Linked DNA regions of Oryctolagus cuniculus: region 1 is linked to region 2. The links are chromatin contacts, called in public Hi-C maps. All regions are on one chromosome and are shown on one strand. The core of a region is the stretch at or near the end of the contact, and the rest is flanking DNA. Distances in the headings are between cores, read along the strand shown. Region 1 overlaps SUMF2 (sulfatase modifying factor 2). Region 2 holds the start of MRPS17 (mitochondrial ribosomal protein S17).

Region 1 (5,214 bases), core at 2,543-5,042, 140 kb before region 2:
AGGCCACTCTTCCTTTCTTGCATGTCCTGAACCCTCTGCCTGAGCATGGGTCACTGCTGCCTTTTCGGGAACCACTGACGTCTGTCCTGTGCCCTCTATTGCCACCAGCCTCATCTCCCTTTGATCTACCCTGACTCCACCTTCCCTGTCTCCTGCTCTCTCCCACTGGAATTCCTGGAAAACCAACCTGTATTTGTTGACACAGTTTGTTCACCTTGTTCGTTTAAAATCAGGGCTCAGCTGCCACTACCCTAAGGCAGTTGCTCTCACAAAAAGATGAATGGGGCCGGCGCCGCGGCTCACTAGGCTAATCCTCCGCCTAGCGGCGCCGGCACACCGGGTTCTAGTCCCGGTCGGGACACCGGATTCTGTCCCGGTTGCCCCTCTTCCAGGCCAGCCCTCTGCTGTGGCCAGGGAGTGCAGTGGAGGATGGCCCAGGTGCTTGGGCCCTGCACCCGCATGGGAGACCAGGAAAAGCACCTGGCTCCTGGCTCCTGCCATCGGATCAGCGCGCTGTGCCGGCCGCAGCGCGCCGGCCGCGGCGGCCATTGGAGGGTGAACCAACGGCAAAAGGCAAAAGGAAGACCTTTCTCTCTGTCTCTCTCTCTCACTGTCCACTCTGCCTGTCAAAAAAAAAAAAAAAAAAAAAAGATGAATGGAATGGGGATTATAATTTATTCAATACTACTATGTGCTAGGGTCGCTGTATTTGCCTCTTTTAAGTTAATCTTCATAATAGTATGGGACAGGTATTGTCTCCACTTAAAAAACTGGCAACTGAGGCCTACGTTGTGCACAGTGGGCTAAGTCAGTTTCCATCCCATTCCACATCAGAGTGCTCATTCAAGTCCTGGCTACTCCTCTTCTGATCCAACTCCCTGCTAATGGGGGGAGGGGGAGCAGCGGAGGACGGTCTGAGTGCTCAGGCCCCTGTCACCCATGTCGGAGGACACAGATGGAGTTCCAGGCTCTTTAGGTTCAGCCTGACCCAAACCTGGCTGTTGTGGTTATTTGGGAAGTGAACTAGCAGATGGAAGATCTCTTTCTCTCTCGCTCTCTGCCTTTCAAATAAATAAGCTTAAAAAAATTAAAAAGTTGGCAACTAAGGCTCAAGCAGGCAGTAACACTGCTCAGATCAGTTAGTCAGATCTTTCCGCAAAGCTCTGGCTCTAAGCCAAGGTCATCTGAAAGGTCAGCCTGATCCTCAGGCCCCTTTTGCTGCTCCCCCTCAAACACTGGTGCTGAGCTGCCCGCTGTGGATGGTCACTCTGGGGATATCATTCTTGCCAAGGTACATGCTGATGACTCCCAAACCATTTGCTGTGACCCAGGCTGCTGTCCTCAGCTTTAGGCTGTTTTCTACTCTGGCTGGGCAAATGCCAAATGCACTGTGACCCTAAATGACCCAAGCCCTACCCCTGACCCTGACAAGCGTCTTTGCTCTGCTGGACAGTGGCAGCGCCACCACCATGCTGCCTGAGCTTGGATTCATGCTGGACTCCACCTCTCTACCAAACCCTGGCCATCTTCTCAGGCTTCCTCTCTTGCTTGCATTCCCATTTAATTCGGGGGTGGAGAACTTCCTGGGGCCATGGCCACAACCTCCAACTCAAAGACTCCCCGTCCCCAGTACAGCTCAACTTCCATCTGGTCCTGTGCAAATTAGCATCCCCCACCCCAGTCACTCAGCCAGTGCCGGGTATCTCTTACCTGCCACAGATTGGTGCGATTCGGCTGGAATCGGTTCCCCCAGGGGTAAACCTGACCTGCCAGGAGGGCAAGGGGCGGGGGAAGAGGGAGAGGTGAAGGGGTGGGCGGAGCGAGGGAATCAAAAGTTAGGAGGTAGGGAGAAAAGCAGAGGGAGGTTACTTTTATCTCCCCTGCCCATCGCCTGCACTCACTGTACGGCACTAGGGCCCCTGGCCGCCTGACCTGCCCCAGGACAGTGCAATTCTAAGCGTGGTTCTCAGAGCAGTGGCACTTTGTGAACTATTTGCTACCAGCTAATGTCAGGAAAAGCTCAGAAACTGAGCGTTAAGCATTAAGAAACTTGTCAGGGCCAGGTGCTGAGGTGTAGGAAGTTAAGCTGCCACTTGGGATACCCACGTCCCATATCAGAGTGCCTGCTGGAGTTCTGGCAGATCCACTTCTGATTCAGCTTCCTGCTAATGCATCCTGGAAAGCAGTGGATGATGGCCCAGGTGCTTGGGTGCCACCCATGTGGGAAACCCAGATGGAATTCCTGGATCCTGGCTTCAACTGGCCCAGTTCTTGCTATTGCAGGCATTTGGGGAGTGAATGCAAGATAGCTCTTTCTCTCTCTCTCCCCTTCTTCTCCTTCTCCTCCATCATTTTGCCTTTCAGGTAGATTAAAATAAATCAACTTTGGGGCTGGCTTTGTGGTGTAGCAGGTAAAGCCACCACCTGCAGTGCAGGCATCCCATATGGGCGCCGGCTTGAGTCCTGGCTGCTCCACTTCCTATCCAGCTCTCTGCTATGGCCTGGGAAAGCAGTAGAAGATGGCCTAAGTTCTTGGGCCCCTGCATCTGTGTGGGAGATCCAGAAAAAGCTCCTGGCTCCTGGCTTCAGATCAGCACAGCTCCAGCCATTGCAGCCTTCTGGGAAGTCCACCAGTGGATAGAAGAGAGTTCCTCTCTGTAACTCTGCCTTTCAAATAAATAATCTTTTTTTTTAATCACTTTTTCTAAGAAAGAAAGTTGTTCATTGGACCTACACTGTGTAATCAAACAGGCAGGAAACAACCTCACTAGTCATATTAAAAACTTTGACCATTGATATACCAGGTGTTCATTCAAGGAGAGCATACAGGGGTTTAATGTGGGCAATTGCTTTCCACTCACATGACGTTTTATGTATTCAAGACTACAAAATGACAAACTTTGAGTGAAAAGTGATTCATTTTATCAATCCCAGCTCCCCCATGGAAAAGGTATGTAATTCTAGTAATTCTTTCTCCCTGTGTAATGTTGTGCTACTTATACTGATTGAAATGTAACTCAGAGGGGCTGGCATTGGGGTACAGCAGGTTAAGCTGTCGCCTACAATGGCAGCATTGCATATGAGTCCCAGTTTGAGTCCTAGATGCTCCACTTCCAGTCCAGCTCACTGTCATACACATGGGAAAGCAGTGGAAGATGGCCCGAGTACTTGGGCCCTTGCCTCCCTGGTGGGAGACTAGATGGAATTCTAGGCTCCTGCCTTGGCCTGGCCCAGCCCTAACTGTTGTGGCCATCTGGAGAATGAACCAGCAGATACAAGATATTTCTCTCTCTCTCTCTCTCTTTCTCTAACTCTGCCCTTCAAATAAGTAAATAAGTCTTAAAAAAGAAATGTAACTAATACTTATAGAATCTCCAACAACAGAAAATGTTTATGTCTGTTTGCATTCTGGTTTCCCAGTTATTAACATTTATGGTATTTTACAGATGTACTGTTCTGAGATAGATCAGAAATAAAAACATAACCACTGGCCCTTCACCACAGCGAGTTTAAATAGCACTGCTTTGGGAACATGGACCCCCTCCCGCTTTAAAGTCCCCCATGCAGGGCAGGATGGGGAGAAGAAACAGCAATCGCCTTGGCAACTGTATACCCTTCAAGCCCCCTCGGGCAGCAAACTCCCACTCTTCCTCAGTGGGCAGCCGTTTCCCTCGCCAAGCACAGTAGGCACGAGCGTCATTCCAGCTCACGTGTAGCACTGGGAGCTCCAGTCTCTCGCTGATGCCAGAGCCGGGACCTGCAGGCTGACAGCCAGGATGAAGTGAGACGGGCTTCTGGGCGCTCCCGGAAGTGTGAGGACGGCTAGCCTAGGGTGCCAGAGCTCAGCTTCTACCACTAGATGGAGCAAGGAAGTTGCACGAGATGGCTCGGTGAGTGGGGGCCCGCCAGAGCCAGGAAAAAAAGACCACACAGGAGACTACAGGGAGAGACGACGGGACAGGGCCAAGGGAAAAGAAACTGCTTAGCGATTCCCCAGAAGTTCTCATGATCCCATTAAACTCAGCATTCCTGGGTGCACAGGGATCTAAGGAAGCAGGGGTCCCAGAGCCTATCAGGAGAGGAGCCAACCCTTACCTGCCTCCAATATGCCTTTTCCACAGGAAGCCACCAGAGGAGAGACTGCAAGAGAAAAGGAGCGAGTCTGGGAGATTCTGTGATCCAGGAGGCAGAATAGAGAGGCAGGCGGGCCAGGGGAAGCTTGGATGCAATCTCTCCCCTGACTAGAGCGAGGCTTGTGAAGTTCAGAGGCACCCTGAGCACTTCATTTTGCTGGTCTTTATCTGACTACAGCAGAATTGGCTCAGGGCTCACCTCCTGGGACAGCGTGTCTGTCTCTTCCAGGGTGGATTTCTCCTGCTGCCTCTCTGCTCCAGCTCTCGGGTCAGGTTCTGTCCTGTGGCCCAGCTGACCCCTTATCTCACAGGATTCTCTGTCCAGGGCTCCCTCCCTCCCCCTCAGCTGAGTGGACCAGGCTCTCTCACCTGCATCTGCTTTGTCACTTTGTTTCTGAGCTCCTTGGAGACAAAGTCCTCAAAGACAAAGCTCCACCCAAATGCCTCGGCCTCTGTCCGGTACTTCTTCTCCCTGATAAACTCCCTGAAATGAGACAGTTCACCTGGTTCAGCTGCAAGGAATCCATGCCTCATCCTCTCACCCTTCCCTGCTGCAGGAACCTTCATACACCCTTGTCCCGTAAGGCACATACCTCGGAGCTGTTACGACCTGCAAGGAATTCACCTCCACCCTCAGCAGGGGCAGCTTTTCTTTCAAATAAGAACAGAGGTCTCATATAGGGAAAGCCCCCTTTTGGATGTATATCTAGCTCTGTGAGTTCTGACAAAGTGCATGGATAATTCCTATATGGATAATCACTACAGAGATCATCGCCCCAAAAAACTTCCCTGTGCCCCTGCAACCTTTTTTTTTTTTTTGTCCTTATAGTCTTGCCCTTCCCAGAAAGTCACCTAAAGGGACTCATACACAGTACACAGTCCGTTGGGTTGGGCTTCTTTCGCTCAGTAAAATGCATCGGAGCCTCATTCACGCTGTCAGTTATCAGCGGTCTCTGCTTTCTCGTTGAGTATTTCACTGTATGGATACACTATGCTTATGCACTCACCAGCTGAACATCAAGTGAGTTATCTCCAATTTTTGGAGATTATAAAAAAAGGGAAAAAATCAGGCGTGTAAGGG
Region 2 (5,378 bases), core at 1,349-3,848:
AAAAATCTTGCTCTCTCTAACTCTCCAGGCTACCTGTGTGCCCACTCTCAGTGCAGAAGCCACCCTTGGCACCAGTTCCTTCCTTCTTCGCACATCTAACAAGCAGTAACTCTGTTCCTTCCTGAAATCTTTTCCCCACTCCGCCTGCCATGCTCTAACTAACTTTAGTTCGGTCCTTCTCACCTCCATCCTAGGCTTTCCCGTGAGCATCCACCCTCCTACCTGCAGTCATCATCCCTAATCCTGTTTTTCCTTTGCTTAAGGGAAAGCACACACAGACCCTTCATAATCCAGCTCCAACTCTCCTTGCCGTTCATATAGGATGACTGCCTGGGCTCAACCTCGGCAAACCATTCGCTGTTCCTTTTAGAAGGTCTTGCTTCACTACGGCTAACTAAACTTTCACAAACTACTCATCACAGGGCAGGCACTGTGACATAGCGGGTAAAGCTGCTGCTTGCAGTGCTGGCATCCCATATGGGTGCAGGCTTGAGTCCTGGCTGCTCCACTTCCAATCCAGCTCTCTGCTATGGCCTGCAAAGCAGCAGCAGATGGCCCAGGCTCTTGGGCCCTTGCACCCACGTGGGAGACCAGGAAGAAGCTCCTGGCTCCTGGCTCCGGATTGGTGCAGCTCCAGCTGTTGTGGCCATCTGGGGAGTGAACCAGCAGATGGAAGACCTTTCTCTCTCTGTGTAACTGTGACTTTCAAATAAATAAACTTAAAAACAAAACAAAACAAAACAAAAAAACCTACTCACCGCAGCTGGAATGTCCTCCCTCACCTGGCCCTCTGGATAAAAATCCTGAAATTCAGCTTAAATATCTCTTTTTATTTATTTGACAGATAGAGTTAGACAGTGAGAGGGAAAGACAGAAAGAAAGGTCTTCCTTCCGTTGGTTCACCCCCAAAATGGCCGCTACGGCAGGAGCTACACCGATCTGAAGCCAGGAGCTTCCTCCTGGTCTCCCATGCGGGTGCAGGGCCCCAAGCACTTGGGCCATCCTGCACTGCCTTCCCAGACCACAGCAGAGAGCTGGACTGGAAGAGGAGCAACCGGGACTAGAACCTGGCGCTCATATGGGATACTGGCGCCACAGGCGGAGGATTAACCAAGTAAGCCACGGCACCGGCCCCTTAAATGTCTCTTTAAGCTCTCTTATAGCAAGCTGAGTAAGAACCACATTACACACACAGATCAGCTTGGTGCTGGGCTCACGGCAGACACTCATCACATTTCTACTAACAGGGAAATGTTTTTCTGCTCAGAACAAATGAGTGATTTATCAGTGTCACTTGAAAACAAGAAAGCACCTCACCTTTAGTAAGTAGGGATCCAGAACAAGCCTGGTCACCCTCACTTTGGCAGTTTTTTGCATTGCTGTCCCAATCACTTTCCCCACAATCCATTTGGCATGGACGGATGAACGAGTTACTGACATTATGTGGCTTTGGTCACCTGAAAAACAAATGTCAAAGTTTAAGATTTTGGTGGTAGGACTCACCGAATGAATTTGGTCAGCAGAGTTAAGGGGTTTTGTTGGTTTTCTGGAATCACCATTTTAGAGAGGGAGGGAGGGAGGGGAAAGAAGGAAGAGGAGAGAGAGGGGGAAAGGGGGAGAGGGAGAGGGAATCTTCCATAAGCTGGTTCACTCCCTAAATGCCCACAACAGCTAGGGTTACCCCAGGCTGAAGCGAGGAGCCAGGAACTCCATCCAGCTTCCCAGGTGGGAGGCAGGGGCCTAAGTACCTGAGCCTCCGTCTGCTGCCTGCTGGGATGCGCATCAGCAGGATCGACAGGATATGGGATGGAGGCATCTGGCGCGGCAGCTTAGACCGCTGTGTCACAAGGCCCGCTAGCTACCCTGACTGTAATCGCCTCAAACCTCAGCTTCCCCTTCTGCAAAATGGGACTAACGACAGGGCCTACTGATACGAGTGCTTTGAGGATTTAACTAAGTACACGACGCTTAATGGAGCGAGTAAACGTTGGCCGGCAGTGGCGTCCCTTCTGTCTCTCTCTCTCTCCATCCCGCTGGGCGGCTTCTCCCTAAAGGCTCACATCCTGGCTACTCGCACGCAAGCAAGCCCTAGGCAGAGGGTCCTTCCCAGGGACGGAGACCCGGACTTGGGGCTGCTCTGGGGGTCACTTAATACTGAGTCCAAATCGTGGGGCCTGGGGTCGGCTGCGGGGGATTCCGCCCCCTCACCCCGGGCAACCCTGAGCGCAGAGGACCGGACTCACCCGCACCGCGCTCCCGCAGCGGCGTCCCTGCCCCCGGAATCCCCCTCCGCGGCAGCCACGAACGACCCGCGTTCACCTCTCAGTCCTGCCGGGTAAACTCGCAAGCGCCGAGCGCGGGCCGTAGCGTGATAGCGTCACGAGGCACGCAGGCCCCGCCCCGGAAAGCGCCTTGCATTGGCCGAGGGCTCCCAGCCTTGGGCGGAGTTAAAGGCAGGGCTCCGCCCACTCTCCTTCCCCGGGGTCGTTCCTTTCTTGCCCTGCCCGCCTCTTCTTCTGGGGGTCTTCCGGACGTTGGACAAGGCCTTCCAAATCGAAGGAACTTTCAGTCATCAAACACTGAAACGGCAGGAAGCAGCTGGAGAGGAGGAATAACTTTGTTAAGGAATGTTGGCATTTTTATATTTTGTAATTTTTAAAATTTGAACATTTTAAAGACATGCAATTGTATGTTATTTGGGGGTACCGTGTAATGGTTAGCTACATGTGTAATGTGCAATCAGGGTAGATATATCTATCTCCTCAAATACTTCGTATTTCTTTATGATGAAAACATTCACAGTTTACCTTCAAGTAAAAAAAAAAAAGGAAATATATAGTACAGTAACATTGTAGTCACCCTACTGCTCAATAGAACCCCAGACTAACTCCTATCTAGCTATAAGTCAGTAGCAGTTAGGGGGCCGTTGCTGTGGCTAGCGGGTAAAGCCACCTGCAGCACCGGCATCCCATATGGACGCCGGTTCAAGTCCCAGCTGCTCCACTTCCGATCCAGCTCTCTGCTATCGCCTGGGACAGCAGTAGAAGATGGCCCAAGTGGGAGACCTGGCACCCTCGTGGGAGACCTGGAAGAAGCTCCTGGTTCCTGCCTTCGGATTGGCGCAGCTCTAGCCGTTGTGGCCATTTGAGGAGTGAACCAGCAGTTGGAAGACTCTCTCTCTGGCTTTTGCTCTGCCTTTCAAATAAATAAACATAAAAAAAAATAAATCAGTAGCAGTTAATGACTTTTCCTTACGGTTGGTTGGTGCAGGCATTGGGCTTGTGGGTGGAAGATCCCTGTCTCTCCTTCTCTGCCTGTCATTTTTGCCTTTCAAATAAACATAAAAAAATACTGTACCTTATTATTATGTGTCAAGATAAAAAATGGAAACATAGGAAGCTTCTAAATACTAGGGTGAAAAACTGAATCATTTCCACTCCTCCAGCTGCTTTGAAGGTAAACCTTTGTGGGTTTTTGTGTCTGCTATGATTTTAGGTATTTCATGTCTGTGAGATGGCAGGGCAACCTGGTGTGGGTTGTACTTATTGTGTGTGTTGGGAAGGAAATGGATGGGCTGTGAGCAGATTACCTGCTGACAATTTCTAAGATACAGGGAAGACTGGGAATGTATTAGGCTCTTGTTTGCGAATTGCTAAAAGCAACAGCAAACCGTAGGTTTCTGGATCAATTTGAGGGCCAAAATATGCATGTGGTCAATCTTTTACTATTGGAACATTTTAGCCACTGGTGAAGGAAGACTGAGGAAATAAGAATTTATCCACAGAGCAAACATTTATGGAACACATTCTGAGACTCTGTGCTATGCCCTGAGAGAAAAAAAGATGAATAGAAGGCCTCAAAACTCATAGCCTAATAGGGACAGATGAAAAAGAAAATTCTAAAATGGGCACAAGTAATAACCTTGAGAGAGGAAAGTCAAAATTTAGGAGAGAGAGGGGATTTGAATAAATACAGTACACCTCAATCTGTACCCCATCTCCCCACACAGCTAGAGGCCAGAGGTCAAACCCATGCTAGAGTCACCCCCAAAAGTGGCTGCAGGGGAATTTCCACAACGGAGTACCCCGAACTGTGGTCAGATGGGACCAGTTGAGATTCCCAAGAAAGAAGTACCAAATCCCAAAACAACCAAGCTGAAGCATTTACTGGGGAAACTTAGAGAGGCTTGCAGTTTATCCATGCCACTAACAGTAAGACAAAAGGGATGCTCTCTGCTTAGCTGTCCACAGCAAGCGGAGGTCAAGGTATGCAGTTTATATGAGGCTTTAAGAAATTTTGGTTCAGGCTTGGGCCGCTTTCTGTCTCTTGGGCGACAACCTAACACCTTTGTCAGTATGCGGGGATGTTCAAGGCCAAAGCAACCTGAGCTCAAGCTTGCAAGAAAATCTTGCAGCCGGTTGGGACATCTAGTGGTCAAGGCACGCTATGACTTTCGGTTAGGACACAAAGTGGAGGGAACTAGATAGCACAAGAGGGACATGGGGTGGGTGAAAGGCACTCAACGCATTGCAGGGATGCTGAGCTCAGAGTGTGCTCACCAAGAGCCTAGCATGGCCAGAATCTAGGTGGGAGAAGAGAGGAGGGACTGGAGCTGGACAGGGCTAGGCCTCTACCCAGGAGGCGCTTTTTGTTAAGGACTCAACTTTTTCTGGTAAGTGATGGAGAGGAGAGAGCCTTTGAAAACAGGTTAGTAGCTTTGCCAGTTTTCAGGATCATTCCGGTAGGTGTGTTGAAGACAGAAGAGTGGGGGGGAAGCTGTCAGGCTTTGATGAGGACCTAAATTGGTTCAGAGGGAATGGAAACGGGGACACGGGTTGGGGAGCAAAGGGACTCAGAGGAGGTAGGGGTGTGTATCTGTGTATGTACTGTGCTTATAGATAACAATAACAGCATTAAGTATGTATTACTCTGCTCCAAATTCCTTAACAAAACACCATAGCCTGGGTGGTTTAAACAATAGAAATTTATTTTCCCCAGTTTTAGAGGCTATAAGTTCAGAATCAAAGTCTTGCTGATCATTTTTATAAAAAAAGAAATTTTACGGCCGGCGCCGCGGCTCACTAGGCTAATCCTCCGCCTTGTGGCGCCGGCACACCGGGTTCTAGTCCCGGTCGAGCGCCGGATTCTGTCCCGGTTGCCCCTCTTCCAGGCCAGCTCTCTGCTGTGGCCAGGGAGTGCAGTGGAGGATGGCCCAAGTACTTCGGCCCTGCACCCCATGGGAGACCAGGATAAGTACCTGGCTCCTGCCATTGGATCAGCGCGGTGCGCCAGTCGCAGTGCGCTGGCCGCGGTGGCCATTGGAGGGTGAACCAACGGCAAAGGAAGACCTTTCTCTCTGTCTCTCTCTCTCACTGTCC

What was found. A called contact is a pair of places that touch in the nucleus more often than the background predicts.
Region 1: a contact with region 2 is called in a Hi-C map of an unstated tissue, with 4 times the contacts expected there. The contact joins the enhancer-like site here to the promoter of MRPS17 in region 2. A contact is called at or near these places in 4 of 6 Hi-C or Micro-C datasets (ear pinna, liver, psoas muscle and 1 more).

Annotation. Positions count from the first base shown.
Region 1 is chr19:65,912,344-65,917,557 of mOryCun1.1, reverse strand. It overlaps SUMF2 (sulfatase modifying factor 2), which reads right to left. Exons shown (of 8, transcript XM_008249658.4): 2 at 4,503-4,617; 3 at 4,096-4,140; 4 at 3,614-3,764; 5 at 1,711-1,766. Among named protein-coding and RNA genes, the nearest start is that of SUMF2, 11 kb to the right of the region's middle. Within about 2 kb of position 3,792, at least 1 of the 8 cell types and tissues checked has an H3K27ac peak or open chromatin away from gene starts, as enhancers often do.
Region 2 is chr19:65,775,105-65,780,482 of mOryCun1.1, reverse strand. It overlaps MRPS17 (mitochondrial ribosomal protein S17), which reads right to left and starts at 2,598. Exons shown (of 3, transcript XM_002722283.5): 1 at 2,244-2,598; 2 at 1,318-1,457. The coding sequence starts at 1,440.